Linked DNA regions of Sus scrofa: regions 1 and 2 are each linked to region 3. A link is a contact called in public Hi-C data. All regions are on one chromosome and are shown on one strand. The core of a region is the stretch at or near the end of the contact, and the rest is flanking DNA. Distances in the headings are between cores, read along the strand shown. Region 1 holds the start of DNAJB1 (DnaJ heat shock protein family (Hsp40) member B1). Region 2 holds the start of GPR108 (protein GPR108). Region 3 holds the start of LOC100738906 (zinc finger protein 177-like).

Region 1 (3,152 bases), core at 165-2,664, 3.9 Mb before region 3:
GTCCAGTTGGAGCTACAGCTGCTGGCATGCACCACAGCTACAGCAACATCAGATCCAAGCCACCTCTGCAACCTACACCAAAGCTCACTGCAATGCCAAATCCTTAACTCATTAAGCAAGGCCAGGGATGGAATCCGCAACCTCATGGTTCCTAGTTACACGATGGGAACTCGTGGAGTGCAGGTTCAGTCCTTGGCCAGGGAACTTCTATATGCCGCCTGTGGCCAAACAAATAAAAAAACATAGCCGGGAATATTTAGGAAGAGTCAGACTGTTCTGACACTGAGACTCAGCACTGACAGAGGTCAGGCCCTGCTCTGATAGTGATCAAAGGCTGGGGGGGGGGTGACATTTAGCATGAAAACCAAGGAACAAGATAATTCCAAATTTCAGTGGGAGGTATTCTTGAGAAAATGGTAATAAAGCAAAAGGCTTGAGGGGTTAGACTGAGGAGACCTCTCCAGGGAGGTAAGCTTTGGTCCAGGGTCCTTGGCTCGCTTTACAGGGTCGGTATGGGTGAGGAGAGGGACAGTTCTGGGGCTCCCAACACTGAGGGTGAGTGGGGTTTTTTTTTTTGTTTTTGGTTTTTTTTTTTGCTTTTTGGGGCCCCACCCGCGGCACATGGCTCCACCCGATCAAATCCACAACCTCATGTCTCCCAGTCGGATGCGATTCCGCTGCGCCACGACCGGTAGGGGGGTATTTTTATTCCCGGATGGAAGCAGGTATCTGGGACAAGGAGCGATTAGGCAACTAGCCTTGAATCACCTGGCGTAAACTGATTCTCCCGCCCAGCGAGATGGGGGAAGGAAGCACCTCCTAGGGGAAGGGCGGGGCCTTTCGCAGCCCGGGGCCTTTCGCAGCCCCGCCCTACTCGAAGCACCGCATTTTTTTTTTTTTTTTTTTTTTTTTTTGTCTCCTCTAGGGCCGCACTGAGACATATGGAGATTTCCAGGCTAGGGGGTCCAATCGGAGCTGTAGCCGCCAGCCTGCGCCAGAGCCACAGCAACGCGGGATCCGAACCACGTCTGCGACCTACACCACAGCTCACGGAATCCCTGGATCCTTAACCCACTGAGCGAGGACAGGGATCCTAGTCAGATTCGTTAACCACTGAGCCAAGACTGGAACATCGAAGCACCCGCACTTTAACCTGTTGACCCAGGCAGGGGCGGAGTACGCGGCAGGCCCGGTCCCCGGAAGCACTGAAGCAAGGTCGCTATTGGTTCCCTCAGAGAGTGGGCGGGGCCTCAGACGCCCAGTGCCCGCGCTGCGGCGAAGCGTTGCCTAGGGCGGAGCGGGAAGGGGTGTGGCCACGCGCGGGCAGCCGTTGGCGGCGCGTCCCCGCCCCGGATGTCGCGCGTCGCAACCTGGGCAGCGACGATTGGTCGGAGCCGCGTGGGGGGCGGGGCGGAAGGTTCTGGAGGGGGCTGGCGGGCTCTGGAAGCTTCCGCCGGACGGGTATATAGAGTCCGGGACGGGGCGGTGGCGGAGCCGGGGTACGGCGACAGCTGGGCGGCAGGCCGCAGGCGGGGGCAATGGGCAAAGACTATTATCAGACGCTGGGCCTGGCCCGCGGTGCCTCGGACGAGGAGATCAAGAGAGCCTACCGCCGTCAAGCGCTGCGTTACCACCCGGACAAGAACAAGGAGCCCGGCGCCGAGGAGAAGTTCAAGGAGATCGCCGAGGCCTACGACGTGCTCAGCGACCCGCGCAAGCGCGAGATCTTCGACCGCTACGGGGAGGAAGGTGTGTGCGCGCGCGCAACTGGGGGTGCGCCACCGCTGTTTGACAGGCGGAGAGATCGAGGCACTGCGGTACCCCGGCGGCGTCCCCGGGGTAGCGCTAAGGGACCGGGGGACGAGCAGCCCCCGCCTTTTGGCCAAACAGGCCTCCGCCCTCGATTGGCGGCCTCCCGATGGGAGGAGGAGTCCTGGCCGCGCTGCTCGCCCAGAAGCTTCTAGTATGTCTGGGGCCGCCCGTCTCCGCCCACGTCCGCGATCCGTCGGTGGGGGAGAGGGTGCAGAAGGAGAGGGGGTAGAGTGCGCAGCCTTGATGATGGCGCTGCGGCCCCTCGGGCGCTGGGCTCACCTGGGCGAGGTGAGAGCCTCTGCCAGCCCAGGGTGCAGGGCGAGGCCTCTGGCTGAGCGCCGGGCGCAGGCTGCTTGCAGTGAGCTTGCAAATGAGAGTGCCAATTAGCGCCCAGCGACCTCCCGGGCGTCTTTGAGGGTGGAGTGAGGTAATCCCTGTAAAATGCTTACCTAGCCCCGTGCCAGACACGTAGTCGGTGGTCAAGGTGCAAGGAGCAGTAGGGCCCGCCTCTGCCCGGCCTCACCAGGATAGCTCTCTTGGGGAGGCGGGGGAGCGGGAGGAGAAGCTTTCTTGTTGTCCAGCTGCCTGTTGATGACTCAGATTGGTTTCTCGGTTTGGTCTTAAGAAAGAAATGACTTTTTATATATAAGAATGGTGGCACTTAGTGTCAGAGCGTGAGAATTTGAAATCTCCGATTGCTGTTTCACCTTCATTTCTACTCTCCCTACAGTCTCTAGCTCTAAAGTATTTCAGAGTAAACATTTGGTGAAAACTGACCCTGGATCACACCTTTTTCATTGGCTGTCTTGAGTTCTTTGTACTCCTTGTAACATTGTAGGAAAGATGGGTCACTCAAATGTGAAGACCTAGGTGGTGGCCCCAAGAGATGGCCATCTTAGAGCTCGAGCCCGTCTCCACTGTCAGGCCACAGTGAACTAACTACCTGTGGGTGATGGTGGTTCTGTTTTTGAGACTGCAAGTGGGAAGAAAAAGCTTGGAGTTCCTCCTTGCTCTTTCCTGACAGCCAAAAAAAGAAAAAAAAATTCTTCCTTGATGGCTCTCAACTCTTTTTTTCCCCTCAAGGAAAGCTCCTAGAGAGAAAAGGTCCTGGCCAGCCATCTGATTTCTTTTGCTTTTGCATTTCAGGCCTGAAGGGTGGTGGCCCAAGTGGTGGGAGCAGCGGTGCTAACGGGACCTCTTTCAGCTACACATTCCATGGAGACCCTCATGCCATGTTTGCTGAGTTCTTCGGTGGCCGAAATCCCTTTGACACCTTCTTTGGGCAGCGCAACGGGGAGGAAGGCATGGACATTGATGACCCGTTTTCTGGCTTCCCCATG
Region 2 (3,035 bases), core at 231-2,730, 3.7 Mb after region 3:
TTCCCCATCTGCTGTCCGGTTCGGTTCGTACTTGCACCTGCCCATTTTCCAGTCGCATGCATTAAGGCCCAATCAGGTTTAAAAGTCTCCAAATCCTAGGATTCCGACAATGTCTCCTTTCTCCCCTCCAACCCCCTTGCCCTGGGGCTTGGAAGTCCGTCGCCTCTCATAAAAGTCTGTTCACACCTTGTTAATTCCTTTGAGGCACTGGGATAAAAGGGGAGAAATCTCTGCAGCAACCTCTTTCATCCTCTCCTGCTTTAGGTGCTTTCTCTTTGGCTACAGAGGTGACAGCCGCCCTGCTGGGGCTGGGGGCCCCGAGCCCCCAGGGCAGGTTAGGCTCTGAGTCCGCAGGCTCCCTGTACACAGGTGGGAAGCCCAGGAGGATAGCTCCAGGAGCCCACACTGGGACAGATGGCTCTACGGGGACCTGGCCCCACCTGCTGGTGGCTTGTGAGTTAGAAAACCTGAAATTGTAAAGTGGACCTGTGTTCCAGAGGTTAAAGGATCAGGAACTCAGTCAGGACCTCGGCCTGGGATCTGGGACTCAGTTGCTCAGCCTGAGAGTAGGGTCTCAACCTCTAACTGAAATTGGGATTGATCTCAAGTCCTCATCACAGTTGGGATAGGGTCTGGGATCAGAGCCTTAGCAGAAGGGTCAGCCACCCAAATGAAGGCCTCAGATTCAGACTGAGGTCCAGGGATCAGTCCTTATCTGAAGTCAGGGGTTAGTCCTAATCTGAGGTCAGAGCTCAGTCCAGGTGGAAGCTCAACCAGGTATAGGTTGAGGGTAAAAACGGGTGGGGGAGTCAGGGTTTCAGGCTGAGGTCAGGGCTCAGCCTGAGACAAGACTAGCCTGGAACCTGGGGGTGAGCCTCCAGTTGCCTCACTCCAGGATAGAAGCGTCCACCTAAGGCTGGGAATTCAGCCTGGGATCATAGGTCACCCAAGGGTCAAGATTTAGCTTGGGGCTAGGTTTTGGCCTCTCCGTGGATCAGGAAGATTAGGAGAGAAGATAGGCTTCAGCAAATGCATGTGTTTACCAAAAGCCTGAACTTTGGCTGGGAGCCACATCCCTGGGGTACAAAGGGGAAGTCCGTCCTTAGGGATACTGGGAAATGTAGTTTATTGAAGGCTCCCAATGAGCCGTCTGCTACCCCTCCGTTTTGGGTAATGTAGTTCTGAACTGGTCAGTCAGTTAAGGGTGGATGGAGGAATTCCCCTTTGGGGGCCGGATATCAGATCCATCACAATTGGTTGGAGGGTCTGTTTATCAAATTACATCAGGGACAATCCTTCTAGTGATTGGTGAGAGTGGAGGCGGGATTAACTGACATCAGCATTCCCATTCGGAACCGGTGCTGTCCATTTGGTGTCGTAAAGGGGGCGGCCTCGAGAGGAGAAGATCGATGATTGGTTGAGCGGGCCGAAAATGCCAAAGAGTCGGCCCCCACCGTACGGCGATTGGTTCACCGGTAGGCGGGCCTGGAGGCGTCAGAGGCGGTATCAGGGGAGGCGGTGGCTCCAGAGATGGCAGTGAGCGAGAGGAGGGGGCTCGCCCGCGGGAGACCCGCGGAGTGGGGCCAGCGGCTCTTTCTGCTGCTGCTGTTAGGAGGCTGCTCTGGGCGCATCCACCGGCTGACGCTGACGGTGAGTCCTGCCGCGCAGCAGTCTTGAGTGGGGGACGCAGCTTTAGCCTGGAGAAGCCCCTGGCTTGGAGTGGTCTCGTCCTACCTCCCCCGCTCCTTACACGGGATGGAGCGGTCCGGCGCCCCCCGCGTCCAGGCCCGAAGTGGCCTCGTCCGAGGATCCCCCTCAATCCTCCCTTTGGAGTTGCCTGGCCGGCTGTGAGGGGGTCGTGCCCCGCCCACGGCTTGGGGCGGGGCTTCATCTCCGGGGACCCAGGACTCAGAGCCCTGTAAATTCTGGGGATCCATTTGGGGGCGCCAGGGGCCCTTAACACCGCCCAGGGAAGTCCCTGGGGGTTCTAGACTGGAGTCCTCTGAGTACTTATCGAGATCTTGGAGGCTCAGTTGAAATCTCTGCACTCTAGGGGCTCAGCTGGAATCAAAAAATTTTCTGGGAGGTGAGGGCCAGGCACTCCAAGATTCGTAACTCTGCTCTCCGGGTGGTACTCATCCAGTGGAGGGACTTCCAGGGGTCCCAGACTTTCTCTTCCTAGACTCTGAAAAGTGGCCAGAGGATCCGGGGCCACTCTGTCCCTTCCTGAGATTGGGGTCACAGCCTCCAGGGGTGGCCCTCTCAGCCTCTTCTGTCACCCTTTGGACCCGTCCTAAATCTAGGCATACCAGGAGGTGACCACAGCCCTTGGGGAAACCTCGTGCCACAACTCTGGGGCTGGGCTAGTGGGAAGTCTCAGCTGCTTCTGTCTCCTTCATCGCCGGCAGGGGGAGAAGCGAGCCGACATCCAGCTGAACAGCTTTGGCTTCTACACCAACGGCTCTCTGGAGGTAGACCTGAGCCTCCTGCGGCTGGGCCTCCAGGAGACAGAAGAGAAAGCTCCGCTGGTGAGGGGCTTTGAGGAGTGCGGTACTGGAGGAGGGAGAGGTGCAGAAGTTTCTGGGCTTCTCCCCCACAACCCCCCCCCCCCAGCTCTGGATTCCCATCCTAGCTATGCCTCTCACCCGTGTGATCTTGGGCAAGTCCCTTGGCCTCTCTTTCCTCATCTATAACATGGGAATAATAATATTTCCTGCAATATGTGCTAGGCACTGAGCCGGAGAGGGGTGGGGAGGGGAGCATGCCAGTGAACAAGACAGCCCAGTTCCTTGAATCAAATGAGTAGCTAAGAGTTCCTATTGTGGCTCAGCACGTTTCGAATCTAGCTAGTATCCACAAGGATTTGGGTTCGATCCCTGGCCTCACTCAGTGGGTTAAGGATCTGTCATTACTGCATGCTATGGTGTAGGTCACAGACACAGCTCGTCTCTGGCATGGCTGTGGCTGTGGTGTAGACCAGCAGCTGCAGCTCCAATTTGACCCCTATATGCTGTGGGTGCAGCCCTAAAATAAGA
Region 3 (2,977 bases), core at 75-2,574:
TTTTTTTGTCCTTTTGCTATTTCTTGGGCTGCTCCCGCGGCATATGGAGGTTCCCAGGCTAGGGGTCGAATCGGAGCTGTAGCCGCCAGCCTACGCCACAGCCACAGCAACGCGGGATTCGAGCCGCGTCTGCGACCTACACCACAGCTCACAGCAAAGCTGGATCCTTAACCCACTGAGCAAGGGCAGGGATCGAACCCGCAACCTCATGTTCCTAGTCGGATTCGTTAACCACTGGGCCACGACGGGAACTCCAGAAAAATTCTTAAGGTAAGGTGTGAGAAATACTTTTGGAACCAAGGAGTCTATTTTGCTGAACTGCCTCCAAAATTATTTTTCGTCCAATTTCTCATCCATGAGTTTTGCAGGTCATTAAAAAAAAAAAATCCGGAGTTCCCCTCGTGGCGCAGTGGTTAACGAATCCGACTAGGAACCATGAGGTTGTGGGTTCGATCCCTGGCCTTGCTCAGTGGGTTAAGGATCCGGCGTTGCCCTGAGCTGTGGTGTAGGCTGCAGATGTGGCTCGGATCCCGCGTTGCTGTGGCTCTGGCGTAGGCCGGTGGCTACAGCTCCAATTTGACCCCTAGCCTGGGAACCTCCATATGCCCCGGAAGGGGCCCAAGAAATCACAGAAAGACAAAAAAAAAAAAAAAAAAAAAAAAAACCCACTTGGTCAAAACGCATCTCGTTTAAGGTTAGTAAATTCGATTTTCTGCTACTAATATTAGGAAAGCTGCTTCCTCCTTTTCCCAGAGAGTTCTGTTTTTAAGACATAAAACGTCATGTAATTCCCTTATACTTTAGGTTTCTATCACGCTTTAAATACAAGCATATGGTACCAACATTCACTTTAACAATATCAATATTAAGAGATCCCTATGTTCTAAAACTCTGCGGTGATTATAGCCTCTAGGAGAGTCGGAACTGACTTGGGAAGTACAGAGCTGAGTAATCTTTATGTAATTGTAAGACCTGTTATTTACGTTTTCACCTCCCTTTCGTTTTATTACACGTACGTATTTACACTGACCCTGGAAAACGGAGAAAGTATTTTTCCCAGACGAATTTATCAAACGTAAGTAACTGAAAAATCTATCTTAAAACCTCACCTCAATGCCGCTCACAAAAGCAAAAATCCCGGGTAAAATTTTCTTGTACGAGGAGGGCAAAAAGGGATTTCCTTGACTAAAATTCACCAGCGCCTCTCACCCGAAAAACCGACAAAATGCCGAGGTCACGAGGACGGAAGGACACGGAGACTCGGTCAACACCAGCGTGTCCCCTGTCGCTCGAGACCTCGCCTCCGAAGCTTCAGGGCCCCGCCCCCGCAGAGACCCGCCCTCTGGAGCCCCATCTCTCCGCCCCAACCTAGATCCCGCCCCAACTGAGCCCAGTCTCCCCGCCCTCTCCGAGACCCTGCCCTCTGGAGCTTTTTTTCCCCCGCCCTTAAAGAAACCCCGCCCTCCCGAGCCCATTTCCCCGCCCTCGCCTAGATCCCGCCCCCTTGAGCCTAGTTTTCCGGCCCCAGCAGACCCTGCTCCTCTGGATCCTGGTCTCCCCGCCTTTAAAGAGACCCCGCCCCCCGGGGCACCGTCTCCGGGCCCTCTCCGAGACCCCGCCCTCCCAGTGGCGGGGCCGTACTAGTCAGTGCCAGAGGCAGATCCCGAAGAAGGTCGTGGCGCTATAACGGGAAAGACGCTAGTCCTCCGAAAGCGAAAGGCTCAGAGCCCCGACCTAGGAAGGTCCTGAGGCGGCGGGAGGTGCTGCTACCGCGTCCTCCAGCCTTGGCCTAAGCAGTTCTAGTGTCCCCCCACTGGATGCCGTTGGGCCCCTCCTAGCGGGCTCCAATTGGGAGCCTTGGGGGCGGAGCCAGGCGAGAGGAGGGTGCTGGGGGGGGGGGGAGCACAGCTGTACAAAGTCGGTTGGGCGGGTCCTCGTGCGTGTCCTAGAAGGACCGTGCAGCCGGAGACTCAAAGAATGCTTTTTTCTGAGCTCTTGCAGCTTGGTGCTGGGAGACAATGTTTCAGAACTGGTTTGTTATACAGCAGTAAATAACCGATAAATCCCTCTTCACTATTCTTTATTTCCAAACTTTCTTGTCCTTCTCAAAAATGTTTCAAGTTCTTTGAACTTGTCTTAACATTTGTACATTAATCTTGGAGCTGTTAATTTAAATCTATCCAGTTTTTTGGGGTTTTTTTCTTTTTAGGGCCGCACCTGCGGCATCTGGAAGTTCCTGGGCAAGGGGTCGAATCAGAGCTGCAGCTGCGGACTATGCCACAGCAACGCCAAACCTGAGCCACATCGACCACCTAAGCCACAGCTTGTGGTAACACAGGATCCTTAACCTACTGAGCAAGGCCAGAGATCGAACCGAATTCTCATGGATACTACGTAGATTTCTTAACCCACCGAGCCACAACAGAAACTTCTATCTCGTTTTATATAATAAATAGTGGATTTTTAGACATTATGTATGTACATGTTTATATCTTTTATATATGTATAATTTTTTGGTTTTAAGCAGTTACTATTGTTTCCCTGAATACTTTTCTTTCATTCATTCATTTAGGGAATATTTGAGTCATGCATTCACAAAACTTTTATTTCAATTGGGGAGGAGGACAGATAGTAGAATAAATATATACAAGAGAACATGTCATACGTGATTGCCACAATGGAATATTCCTAGCACTTTTCCAAATTGCATTCAATGGCGGTTCATTCGATAATTTATTTTTAACAACTTTTTTTTTCTTTTTTGGCCACACCTGAGGCATGTGGAAGTTCCCGGGCCAGGGACCGAACTAGCTCCACAGCAGTAACCTGAGCCACAGGGGTGACAACACTGATCCTTAAACTGCTGCACCACAATGGGAACGCTTTTAGGGTGTTAAAGTTTAAATTTTTCTTCAACTGGTTGTATCTTTCTATTAGTTTAACTCCTAGACACTGTACATAAACATCTAAATTTTCA

The links. Hi-C and Micro-C count contacts between places; a contact is called where the count stands out from the background.
Region 1: a Hi-C map of liver shows a contact between it and region 3, with 6 times the contacts expected there. The contact joins the promoter of DNAJB1 here to the promoter of LOC100738906 in region 3. A contact is called at or near these places in 2 of 47 Hi-C or Micro-C datasets (heart right ventricle and liver).
Region 2: a Hi-C map of subcutaneous adipose tissue shows a contact between it and region 3, with 5 times the contacts expected there. The contact joins the promoter of GPR108 here to the promoter of LOC100738906 in region 3. A contact is called at or near these places in 2 of 47 Hi-C or Micro-C datasets (liver and subcutaneous adipose tissue).

Annotation. Positions count from the first base shown.
Region 1 is chr2:64,760,258-64,763,409 of Sscrofa11.1, forward strand. It overlaps DNAJB1 (DnaJ heat shock protein family (Hsp40) member B1), which reads left to right and starts at 1,415. Exons shown (of 3, transcript NM_001244430.1): 1 at 1,415-1,749; 2 at 2,959-3,152. The coding sequence starts at 1,539.
Region 2 is chr2:72,416,741-72,419,775 of Sscrofa11.1, forward strand. GPR108 (protein GPR108) reads left to right here and starts at 1,481. Exons shown (of 18, transcript XM_021083982.1): 1 at 1,481-1,650; 2 at 2,409-2,528. The coding sequence starts at 1,531.
Region 3 is chr2:68,676,327-68,679,303 of Sscrofa11.1, forward strand. LOC100738906 (zinc finger protein 177-like) reads right to left here and starts at 1,325. Exons shown (of 6, transcript XM_021083777.1): 1 at 1,110-1,325.